2 separate regions of the Zea mays genome follow, and region 2 is linked to region 1. Evidence: chromatin contacts called from public Hi-C data. All regions are on one chromosome and are shown on one strand. Each heading gives the region's core, a stretch centred on a gene start, on an enhancer-like site or on the middle of the called end of the contact. The rest is flanking DNA. Distances are from core to core; before and after follow the strand shown. Region 1 has its middle 15 kb from the start of LOC100193920. Region 2 holds the start of LOC100286851.

The links. Hi-C and Micro-C count contacts between places; a contact is called where the count stands out from the background.
Region 2: a contact with region 1 is called in a Hi-C map of tassel, with 4 times the contacts expected there. The contact joins the promoter of LOC100286851 here to the enhancer-like site in region 1. A contact is called at or near these places in 3 of 25 Hi-C or Micro-C datasets (ear, endosperm and tassel).

Annotation. Positions count from the first base shown.
Region 1 is chr9:90,604,110-90,610,404 of Zm-B73-REFERENCE-NAM-5.0, reverse strand. It overlaps a transcript of LOC100193920 not described here. Among protein-coding and RNA genes, the nearest start is that of LOC100193920, 15 kb to the right of the region's middle. Within about 2 kb of position 4,159, at least 14 of the 20 cell types and tissues checked have an H3K27ac peak or open chromatin away from gene starts, as enhancers often do. A contact at or near this core is called in ear, endosperm and tassel, where this site is marked.
Region 2 is chr9:90,929,873-90,936,236 of Zm-B73-REFERENCE-NAM-5.0, reverse strand. It overlaps LOC100286851, which reads left to right and starts at 3,145. Exons shown (of 5, transcript NM_001159622.1): 1 at 3,145-3,616; 2 at 3,735-3,958; 3 at 4,090-4,337; 4 at 4,438-4,855; 5 at 4,999-5,875. The coding sequence starts at 3,289. The coding sequence ends at 5,478.

The DNA of each region.
Region 1 (6,295 bases), core at 2,910-5,409:
CCTTGCCATAAGGCATGTGTGACGCTCGTTGGGGAAGAGGGATGACTTGTTGAAGGCGGTGGCGGCGAGTCCTTCATTGTCGGAGTCGGAGGAGCAATCCGAATCCCACTCCTTTCCGATGTGTGCCTCGCCCTTGGCCTTCTTGTAATTCTTCTTCTTTTCCCTCTTGTTCCCCTGTTCCTGGTCACTATCGTTATCGGAGCAGTTAGCGATAAAATGACCAATCTTACCGCACTTGAAGCATGAGCGCTTCCCCTTTGTCTTGGTCTTGCTTGGCTGCCCCTTGTGACCTTTTAGCACCGTCTTGAAGCGTTTGATGATGAGAGCCATCTCTTCATCATTAAGTCCGGCCGCCTCAATTTGTGCCACCTTGCTAGGTAGCGCCTCCTTGCTTCTTGTTGCCTTGAGAGCAAGGGGTTGATGCTCGTTGATCGGTCCATTCAAGGCGTCGTCCACGTATCTTGCCTCCTTGATCATCATCCGCCCGCTTACGAATTTTCCGAGTACCTCCTCGGGCGTCATCTTCGTGTACCTGGGATTCTCACGAATATTGTTCACGAGATGAGGATCAAGAATGGTAAATGACCTTAGCATTAGGCGGACGACGTCGTGATCCGTCCATCGCGTGCTTCCGTAGCTCCTTATTTTGTTGATAAGGGTCTTGAGCCGGTTGTATGTTTGGGTTGGCTCCTCGCCCCTTATCATTGCAAACCTTCCAAGCTCGCCCTCCACCAACTCCATTTTAGTGAGCATGGTGATGTCGTTCCCCTCGTGAGAAATCTTGAGGGTGTCCCATATCTGCTTGGCATTGTCCAAGCCGCTCACCTTATTGTACTCGTCCCTGCACAAAGAGGCTAGCAACACAGTAGTAGCTTGTGCATTTTTATGAATTTGTTCATTAATAAACATAGGGCTATCCGAGCTATCAAATTTCATTCCATTCTCTACAATCTCCCATATGCTTGGATGGAGAGAGAATAAATGACTACGCATTTTGTGACTCCAAAATCCGTAGTCCTCCCCATCAAAGTGTGGAGGTTTGCCAAGAGGAATGGAAAGCAAATGCGAATTCGAACTATGTGGAATACGAGAATAATCAAATGAAAAGTTCGAATTGACCGTCTTTTGTTTGTCGTAGTCGTCATCCTTGTGGGAAGAAGTAGACTCATCGCTGTCGTAGTAGACGATCTCCTTGATACGTCTTGTCTTCTTCTTCTTCCCATCTTTACGTCTGTGGCCCGAGCCAGAGTCGTTGGATTTGTCATCTTTTGGCTCGTTGACGAAGGACTCCTTTTCCTTGTCGTTGATCACGATTCCCTTCCCCTTAGGATCCATCTCTTCGGGCGGTTAGTCCCTTTCTTGAAGAGAACGGCTCTGATACCAATTGAGAGCACCTAGAGGGGGGGGTGAATAGGTGATCCTGTAAAAACTTAACTTATAGCCACAAAAACTTGTTAAGTGTTAGCACAAGTATGGCCAAGTGGCTAGATAGGAGTCAAAACACAATAACCACAAGAAATCAATCCCAGAGATGACACGGTGGTTATCCCGTGGTTCGGCCAAGTACAAAAACTTGCCTACTCCACGTTGTGGCGTCCCAATGGACGAGAGTTGCACTCAACTCCTCTCAAGTGATCCAATGATCAACTTGAATACCACGGTGTTCTTGCTTTTCTTTTCTCAATCCCGTTTGCGAGGAATCTCCACAACTTGGAGCCTCTCGCCCTTACAAAAGATGTTCACAGAGAATCACGGAGCAAGGGAGGGATTAGCAACTCACACACAACACAAAGATCACAGCGAATACACACACACGACCCAGACTTGAGCTCAAGAGACTAGCACACTAGAACGGAGCTCAAATCACTAGAATATCGAACAAGTGTGCAAGATTGATGTGTGAGTGATCAAGAGTGCTCAAGGAATGCTTGGGTGTTCTCCTCCATGCGCCTAGGGGTCCCTTTTATAGCCCCAAGGCAGCTAGGAGCCGTTGAGAGCAAAACTGGAAGGCTGATCTTGCCTTCTGTCGTCGGGCGCACCGGACAGTCCGGTGCACACCGGACACTGTCCGGTGCCCGATTTCCTTCCATAAACAGCGCAATCGACCGTTGCTGATCTGGGAGCCGTTGGCGCACCGGACATGTCCGGTGCACACCGGACAGTCCGGTGCCCCCTTCCGACCGTTGGCTTGGCCACGTGTCGCGCGCTGAATCCGCGGCCGACCGTTGGCCCTAGCCGACCGTTGGCTCACCGGACAGTCCGGTGCACACCGGACAGTCCGGTGAATTTTAGCCGTACGCCGTCGGCGAATTCCCGAGAGCGGCCTGTTCGACCGAGGCAGCCTGGCGCACCGGACACTGTCCGGTGCACCACCGGACAGTCCGGTGCCCCAGACCGAAACAGCCCCTTGGCTGTACACAGCCACCTCTTTTCTTTTCTTTTTCTTCCTGTTTCCAATACTTAGACAAGTATATTAGTACACAAAACCAATGTACTAAGACTTAGAAACATACCTTTGCTCTTGATTTGCACTTTATTCATCCATTGCATAAATTCACATTTAAGCACTTGAGTTGGCACTCAATCACCAAAATACTTAGAAATGGCCCAAGGGCACATTTCCCTTTCAGATGTTGTCCTGCAGAACATTCTTTGAAAGAACACACCTATATGAGTTAGACTGTCTAACGTCGCAGTCTATGAGATCTGGGTGATCTCTAGTAAACTCATGAAGAGACCTTGGAGTACGACGTATATGCTCCACCCGAGAAGGGGACTACTAGTAGCTAAGTACTGGTCATGACTTCAAGTGAAACCCATTCACGCAAAACTTGCAATTCAAGGCATAGTCCATTGTCCAAGTTATGGATTGGTGTAGCTTGGAGTTCTAGGCGGAAGTTCAACTTAACAGTCTCTGCTGAAAAAACTAGTATATTAAACAGTAGTGAACAGTGGCGAAAACTGCAGATAGGCATTTGAGATCTGGTGGGGGATTGTTAGGATTTATGGGCTTGGCCCAATTAAGATATTCAAATAAATCCCAGAAAATCTCAAAAGCCCATACAAGAGGATGGCTAGAGGATAGGTGGAACCATTAGCACCATATTGCTAGCTCTAGTGGAGTAGAGCTAGCTTAAATATGGAAGCCACACTCACTCACCAAGTCATGGATGAGAGGAGAGAGTGTGGAGAGCCACACGCGCGCGCGCGCTCGCTCGCCTCGCCTCGCCTGTCTTGTCCTGTCCTGTCCGGGGCGGGGCGAAGGGCGCGGGCGCACGACATGCGCGTGAATGGTCCGCCGAAATCCGGCCCCTCGCCTTGCGGGGCGCGGCTACCTTTTGCCGTTTGATTTTTTGGTTTCTTGGCTGTTACGCTTATCCTAACCGATCGCTATAAAATCTCAACTGATTGCGAGATTTTCGTGGGCGGATAAGCACGGGGGTCGCGGACTTGGCCCTATAAAAGGAGCCCGGCAGCCAGCCTCCAAATCATCCTAGATCTCAGGCTTTCGCCTCTCTTCATATCTGAACTGCCTTTTAGTTCACTTCGTCCCGACCGCAGAGGTGCATCTGCGCTCAGGAGAGCAGGTCTCCGGAACCCTTCGTCTTCTAGATCCTGCACCGGGAGAGGGCGAATAAGGTTTTTGGGAAGCGTCTTCACGCGACTGCTCGTGATCTGCTGACCTCGTCGACCCTGCTGATTTCGCTACTTCGACATCGTCGACCCTGCTGATTTCGGCGCGTGCCATCTATCAGTAAGTCTAATCAGTACGCATCATCTGATTTGGCTTGTTATTTCAGTTCTTCTGATTTGGTCATGATTTATATTCGGAATTTAAACTGGAATTTGTCTAATTATTCAACAATGAATGCAGTTGGCTGCTTGTGTTCCGGCGGCCAAACGCCGTGACGTCCGAGAATTAGGATGGTCGGCTACAGGACTCGTCCAATGGTTGGTTAACTGTAACGGTTAGAGTGCAAGTAGACCGAGAGAGGTTAATGAATCTTTAAACTGGTTGGTGCAGAGGCTGAGGCTGGAGAATGACGAAACCCTTGACACATGTTGTTGCCAGACAGACACATTCCTGCAGTACTGATGGAGTGTACTGTGCATGTGCAGGGCAGCAGAAAGATACTGGCGATGCCATTCTGTTCGGGCATGGTTGGTATCAATGCTGTGCACAAAGCCTGTGCTCACTGCCCAGAGCATCAGCAGCCATCTCAGGCCCATAACGCACTGCAAATGCAAATGCAAATGTGGCACGGGTCAGCACTTTGGAAGGAGTTCGTTAGGGTGGTAGCAGCGCCGCGGTCTACATACCCATCATTATGGCTGACGACGATTGTTTGTCGTCAGTGGCGGCAGCAGCAGATGGGCACCACCGGGACCGGAGCGCCAGCCTGGACATCAGCCACTTCATGACGTTAAACACAGATCATCATCACTTGATACAAGTAAAGAAGAATAATGCTCAAGTAGTTGGCTGCTGATTTCATCAGGTTGAAAAGTGTTGGGCAGAGCTAGAAGCATCATTACTATTACACATATCTGACGGCAAGTAGCTGTTACTACTTTACATTATCGTAAATGTTCTGTTTGTGGCAAGCAAAAATCGAACAAAAAACTGTAGGTGCATACAGAAGAAAAAAATACAGTACAAGCTAATTGTCAAACAAGAAGCCAACAACATCAGCAGAATTTCCAAGGCCCAATAACAAGGTGCATGAATTTCCAAACACGCAAGAACTGCATTAAGTTCAATGGCTCGTAAAGAGATCGATGGTACATCGTCCTACACCACGTAGGAACTTTTCACTTGTACTTGACCTATAACATAAGCTTGCTTGCTCATCAGAACCACCAGTGCCTACCACTTCACTTCTGAAAATATGTGATGGCCTATCCATTGCATTTCAAACATGTTCCTTCAACTGCACAACGATCACTTCTGTAAATTGAAGGGCAACTGGCTTTAGCACAAAAGTAGGGCGGCCAAATAATTCTCCAAAATAAGTCTCATGAAGAACAGCTACAATATCTGGATTACAAAACACAAGAACAGATAAAAAGGTATGTATCATATGTATAAGACGACTGGCAAATTACTGTACAGACATACCTGCAAGTATTCTTTGATGCAAGGCCAGACCATGTAATCCCAACGTTTTGTGTGTACATGGAAATCAGCTGCAAGTCCTGAACTAGGGCACATTTGTATGCTTTTACAAAAATCGTAGTAGAGCATTGCTTGGTGGCATGGGGTACAGATGGCTTTGGTTACAAAAAAACTGACCCTGGACGTCCTTGGACTGGCTTACCTATTCAGGTACCTGGCAAGGCTCAAGCTTTCTTTTCCAGGGCCTTGATCTCTGAGGTTGGGGATGGATCAAACACCATGTTTTGGATGGATAAGTGGCTACATGGGAAAAGAGTTTCTGATTTGGCTCCTCGGCTGTTTGGCTCAATTCCAAAGAGATTTATTAACAAGAGAACTGTCCAAGACGCCTTATCAAATAGGAGATGGACTATCTTCATCTTTAGGAAGTTCCCTCAGATTTTGAACTGCAGCCCAATAGGGAGGATAAGCATATCTTTAGCATTGCTTCATATGGCAGATACACCGCAAAGGCTGCTTATAAGGATCTTTTCTTGGGGTCAAGCTCCTTTGGACATTACATGACAGATTGGCTAAGAGAGATCTGAATCACCCAAGCAAATGTCCTTTATGTAACCAGGAAGCTGAAACAATAAATCATTTGTTTGTGTGGTGTGTATTTGCAAGACTCTTCTGGTACAAGATGTTGAGAAAGATTGGTATGCATTCTTTAGCACCACAACCAGGTGCCACATCCTTCTTTGAGTGGTGGGAAAAAGCCTCGGAGGCTGTGAATGGGCTCTTCAAGAAAGGACTTGACTCCCTCATCATCCTGGGTGCCTGCATGATTTGGAAGCACCGCAAATAGATGTGTTTTTTGATAACTGGACACCTAGCCTGGCTTTAATCCTAAATATCACTTATGTTTGAGTTTCACACTATTTCACCTAAATATCACTTCCTTTAAGCTAATAATAAATTCTGATTATAGAATTGCAGTGTGCATCAACTTATCCATGAGCCGAAATGAACTTGCACCGATTGCACATTGAAAGCTCATAAAGCCCAAAAATGTTCATCGTTGTCCTGTGCAATAACCAATGTGATTATCAAAATCTTGTTAGAATGTGTGTGTGGGCCGGCGGCACTGTTGGGCTGCCGGCTGCCAGCCCATTAGGGTTAGGGTTGAGTCTCTATATA
Region 2 (6,364 bases), core at 1,896-4,395, 330 kb before region 1:
TATATATTCAATAGACTTAAAGGTTTCAATCACATCTTATCTTCAACCCCTTCGAAGAAGGAAATCTAATAAAACAAGAAAGGAGAGTTTCCTCATTTATGGTGTATGTTGTCTTGTTTTTTGTTATTCTTAGAAGTCAACATTAAGTGACCAACCTGATTAGATCCACATAAGATAGAGTGACTCTAAAAAAGAAAAAGTATGCTCAACCATCCAGCTAGTCAAAATCTTCAGAACGGAGCCATTCTCTTGCGTGAAGCGGCTCTATCTCAACGGACTCAGCAACCAAACACTACCCCAAATGTATCGACACAAACACTGCCCCAAATGTATTGTCGATTCAATTTATCGTTTGAGGCATCACGGGAACGAGTTCTTGGCCATCAGAGGGTAACAGAGTGCGCCGGCGGTGCGTGATGAGCAGGATGCCTCGTTGACAACAACGAGGCGTGCGCGGCTGGGCAAGCACAGTAGTCGTGCATGCAATGCAAAGCAGGCAACGTACATGTGACTGCACGACGACCGACAACGCTGGACGACTAACCAAACCATTCGAGGTTTCCTTCTCTGCTACCCATGCATACACATGTGAACCCGATACTATATAGTAGTAGAAATTTCGTGACAGACACTGACACCGATCGCAAAATCTGCTCCCCGGCCCCGATCCGTCGTTGGGCCCAGCACCAACATACACCTGCACCGCTGCACGTACAGGAACCACGAATGGAGAGGACCGGAATGAATGTTCCTCGCAGCGGCAGCGGCAGCGGCAAGCAACCGTCGTCGCCGGCCGGGTTCGCGCGCCGAGAGGCCCCGAACCCGAGCATCGTGCTCCTCCCGCGCCCGGCACCGTCCCGCGGTACGCGGCCCTCGCGCCGGGCAGTGGCCGCCGCTGCCGTTTTCCAGATCGATCCCAGCTCCAGTTCCAATCAAAGCGCTGATGCGGGCAAGCTTGGCTGCGTGCATGCGGTGCGAACGAGACGAGCCGACGACACGGGCGCGCCTGTCCCGGCCTGTGTCTTTCCGTGCGCGCCCACCTCGTTTCCCGCCGGGTTCGCCTCCACCCGATCCGGCGGCCGCATGCAAATGCAACACACACACACATCCAGCCAGCTAGAGCGGCTGCTGCCGCTCTATCTCGGTCTCCTTCTCCGTCTCCTTGCATACACGCACGCACGCACCGCTGTACAACTTGATGGACCTCATCATGTTCCCATTGGTATCAACCTTCATGTTCGGACCCGGCCTGGATGTGCACGACATATATACAAGTTCCACATGCTACATGCACATCTTGCCAAAGACTATGGCAATTCGAGCTCTTCCAACTTCTTCTCAAGACATGTTGGAATCGATCTCATCAAGAATTTTTTTTAACAAGTTTTCAATTTCCAACTCGGGTCAGATAGAAAATCGGTGCAACACGCATGAGTCCTACTCGAACACGACCAAAAGTTATCTACGCCAGCTTCCAAAATGACATCCCAAGCTAGACTCGATGGACCTCAAGATCAACATCATCTTCTTAGTACCCTAGGCCTACACGGTAGACGATTCTACACATTTGCCTTGTGAAGACTACGGCAGATCAAACTTCCCAATCAACTAGCTATTAATACTTAGCTCTAACTGCTATTAGCTAGTTTGGCCTATTTAGTAAAATAAGCTAACAATTAGCTATACCCCGGCCCGTTTAAATCCAAAAGGAATTATTCAGCAAACTATCAGGTCTATTAGGGCATGTACAGTGGAGAGACACCAAAACGGTTCTCCAAGCATATGAGACAACTAAGAGACTCTATTGTACAATGAAGTGTCTATAAACGTAGTCTATTAATAAATACAGAATTAAATGTATTTGTATAGCATCAGATCGATAGAACAGACGACAAATTCGTACAGTGGGAAGTGAGGCGTCTGTTGTTACTTGGTTTACGAGCCAGAGGCGTCTCTTCACGGAGAGACGGCTCTAAGATTTTTTTGCAAATAACCCCCTAAAACACCTTAAGAGCCCCCACATTAAACACCACTGTACATGCCCTTATATTCCAAATTAAATACGGCCTATGAATAATGGCAATAACTATTCTTGAAACAATACAAGGAGATGGTGTAAAGTTGCAGCAGCTAGCCGGCCGGGTTTTAATTTCTTCTGCTTGTGACCGTCGTACGTAAGAAACCAAAGGCCAACGTGAGGGCAGGGCTTAGCGTGACTTGGACGACACAATGAAGTGGAAATGTGGGCTCTTACCGGGATTGCTTGCTGGTACTCCTGACTTTTGACAATGATTTGTTCGTCTTTAACCGAAAAAGGTTAGAAATTGACACGTTATACTTGGCATGACAAAATGTTTGGCACGGCTTCATCTGCTCCGCAAATAAATTCAACTCTGTTTTCTCTTAAAAAACAGCTCCTCTATAGGAGCTAGTGTTTTTTTTAACAAATCCTTTTAACAAAACGTCTCCTCTTGACGCGCGAGAGAAAGGCAAGATGATGAGAGGAGGAGCCGCCAGGAGCAAACAAAATTTGGTTCCGACTTTTCTCTATAAAAATGGCTCGAGCTCTTCAGTGCTAGCTCTTTTTTAGGCTGTTTGGGAGGGCTGGTCCAAGAGCCGGAGCCCATTTAGAAGCCCTCCCAAAGAGGCCCATATATCATATATTTATATAGCCGATGTCAATGAAATGACGGGTATGGTTTAGACACAAACAACACCTCAAGATTCTAAAGCAGTTGTGTGTATCAGTGTTGCTGTTGTAGTACAAAGCGTACAACCGTTGATGATCTTAATTCAATGATATAAATGGTTAGAGGTCCTGGCGTTCCCAACACTAATTTCGAACTCCTTTATCATTACTAGGTTAGCTAGAGGAGGAAGACAACTTGTTCATGTCAGATAATCAGGCATCACCATCACCTCAATCTGCATACACACACAGGCCAAGCCGCCAAGGTCGCCCGTACACGGACTCCTGGCCTAGATCCATGGTCAAGCGCATGCAGGAATGGAGCTGCCCAGCAGCAAGCTCAACTGCCCACGGCCACATCGTTGACTCCTCTATCACTTCGTGGGGCCCAGTGTCGCCGGCCGCCCTGCTGCTATATATAACGGCCTCCGCTTCCCGCCCTCCTCACCGGCTCACTTCCAAGCACTGCAGAACCGTTTTGGCGCTTGCTTTGCTTTGCTCTGCTCTGCTGTAGTAACCAGAACACGCACCGCGAAAACAGGCGCCGTGTTTCCTTCTTGTCCTCGACACAGGCACAGGCAGGGAAAGTCGCGCGATCGATGGAGGCGGAGGCGGAGGCGGAGGCGGCGTCGTCGGGACGGTGGTGCACGTGGAACCTCGCGGCGGTGGCCGCGGTGGGTGCGTGTCTGCTCCTGATGCACGTGGCGGCGCGGGTGGCGGACGCGCTCTGGTGGCGCCCGCACCGGCTGGAGGCGCACTTCGCGCGACAGGGCGTGCGCGGGCCGCCGTACCGCTTCCTCCTGGGCTGCGTGAGGGAGATGGTCGCGCTCATGGCGGAGGCCACCGCGAAGCCCATGTCGCCGCCGGACTCGCACGACGCGCTCCCGCGGGTGCTCGGGTTCTACCACTACTGGAGGAAGATCTACGGTACGCATGCATCTAGAAAGGCCCACGCTTGCTGCGTCCTTGTCGTCGATTCGCTTGTCCAGCTCTAGCTAGAGTGGTGTATTATTAATGGCGGCGGCTCCGGCTCGTGGCGGCGCAGGACCGATGTTCTTGATATGGTTCGGGCCGACGCCGCGGCTCACGGTGGCGGACCCGGAGCTGGTCAGCGAGGTCCTCCTCACACGCGCTGACGCGTTCGACCGCTACGAGGCGCACCCCGTCGTCCGGAAGCTCGAGGGAGACGGCCTCGTCAGTCTCCACGACGACAAGTGGGCGCTCCACCGCCGCGTCCTCACCCCGGCCTTCTACCCCGACAACCTCAACGTACGCGCACAACGCTCTGTCTCTCTCTCTCTCTCAGTTGCTTTAATCTGATCGCTGTCGGCAACCAATGGTGGCGCGACACTGACACGTGCCCTCTCGATGGATCTCCTTCCCTTCCCGGCTTCCCCCAGCGGCTGGCACCGCACGTCGCCAGGTCGGTGGTGGCGCTGGCGGAGAGGTGGCGGGCCATGGCCTCCGCCGCGGGAGGCGAGGTGGAGGTGGACGTCGCGGAGTGGTACCAGGCCGTCGCCGAGGAGGCCATCACGCGCGCTACGTTCGGCAGCAGCTACGACTCCGGCCGCGTCGTGTTCCGCATGCAGGCGCGCCTCATGGCCTTCGCCTCCGAGGCCTTCCGCAAGGTCTTCGTCCCTGGGTACAGGTTCGTTCGTCAGGCAGGCTCAAGAGAGATGATATGCTCTTCCTCTGCAACTCATTTCGATTGACTGAGGATTTAGTCTGATTCGCGCCTCGCATCGCAGGTTCTTGCCGACCAAGAAGAACCGGCTGCAGTGGAGCCTGGACAGGGAGATCAGGCGGGGACTCGTCACGCTCATCGGCCACCGCAGCGACGAGGCCGCGCAAGACGATGACTCGGAGCTGAACGACAAGGGAAGCAGCAACGGCTTCCGGGACCTGCTGGGGCTCATGATCAATGCCAGCGACAAGAAGGAGGAGAAGAAGCAGGAGGAGGCGCGGGCGATGCCCGTGGAGGACATGCTGGAGGAGTGCAAGACGTTCTTCTTCGCCGGCAAGCAGACGACCACCAACCTGCTCACCTGGGCCACAGTGCTCCTGGCCATGCACCCGGACTGGCAGGAGCGTGCTCGCCAGGAAGTCCTCGCCGTGTGCGGCGCCGACGAGCTCCCGTCCAAGGAGCACCTCCCCAAGCTCAAAACGGTACACCAGCTCCCCGTTGCACATTCATTATTTCCAATCCAAACCACCAAACATATGCAGGGGCATTTCGGTAACTCTGCTGCGACAAAAAGTCTCACTTTGTTTGTTACTTGCTCCCCTCTCTCTCTCTCTCTCCTTCTCAGCTGGGGATGATCCTGAACGAGACGCTCCGCCTGTACCCGCCGGCGGTGGCCACGATCCGCCGCGCGAAGCGCGACGTGACGCTCGGCGGCGTGTCCATCCCGCGGGACACCGAGCTGCTGATCCCGATCATGGCGATGCACCACGACGGCGCGCTCTGGGGCCCCGACGCCACGCAGTTCAACCCCGCCCGGTTCGGCGGCGGCGCGGCCAAGGCGGCGGCCCACCCGCTGGCGTTCATCCCCTTCGGGCTCGGCCCGCGGATGTGCATCGGGCAGAACCTGGCGCTGCTCGAGGCGAAGCTCACGCTGGCGGTCGTGCTCCAGCGGTTCCGGCTCGCACGGTCGCCCAGCTACGTGCACGCGCCGACGGTCCTGATGCTGCTCTACCCGCAGTACGGCGCGCCGGTGATCTTTCGGCCGGTGTCGTCGCAGCTATCCGTTTCAGACCGGACGGAGACGACGAGACCACCACGGCACTGATGTGATCGATATCCATACGTCCGCTAGTGAATACTAGTGTGCTAGGGAACGAATAGAAGACGCAATGAAACCAGTAAAAGAAAAGCTTGTGTTGTCCTGTCGTGGCAGGGCCGGTGGCGGTGAGCGGGCCCGGACCTCCCTGCTTTCTGGGGCCGGCCGGTCGGGTCAGTTGCCGGAAATGCCCCCGTGGTAGACTAGTAGACTGTAGACCGGAGCAGAGTTTTGGACTTGACGATGGCGTGGAAGAACACCAAGAAATCAACCCCACATCTGCTGTCGTGTCGGGTCGGGTCGGTTCCATCTGCGGCTACTACCTGCGTCCAGCTATGCATATGTACGTGTACAGGTTTATTTATTTACATACAACAGTTTTGGCAGTATAGATGGGATTGATTGGAAGGAGAAAGTCCAAAAATACAGCGCAAAAGGAAATGGGGACGGGATCGATCGATATTTGTTCGCGTTCCGTTCCCTTCCGTTCCGTTGCAACGCGGTTTGTCACTTTTTTTTTGTGCGTGGTCGGCGGTGCGTGCCGGCCGGGTGCGCCTCTCCCGTGACAATTCGATGGAGAATCCGCTGCGTGCAGCGTGCTACAGGACCCCGCCGCCCCTTTGCGCTGTCTCGCTCTCAGCTGCCAGATAATATTAGATGCTAACTGAAATCTCCTGTGCCCAGTGTATCCGTACTAGTACACACCATCGCGTCGCGTGGGGCTTCCTGGTCGCTTAGACGCTTACCATATCTCCAACGCTGAAAGCATATCTGAGATATCAGTTTGAAGTGTTTTTGTGAAGACTGTTAAATATATATTAGCAACTACTCTTAACACTTGTGCCTCTTAAGATATCTGACTTCTAATTGGCAGGAACTGTTTATGAATCATAAC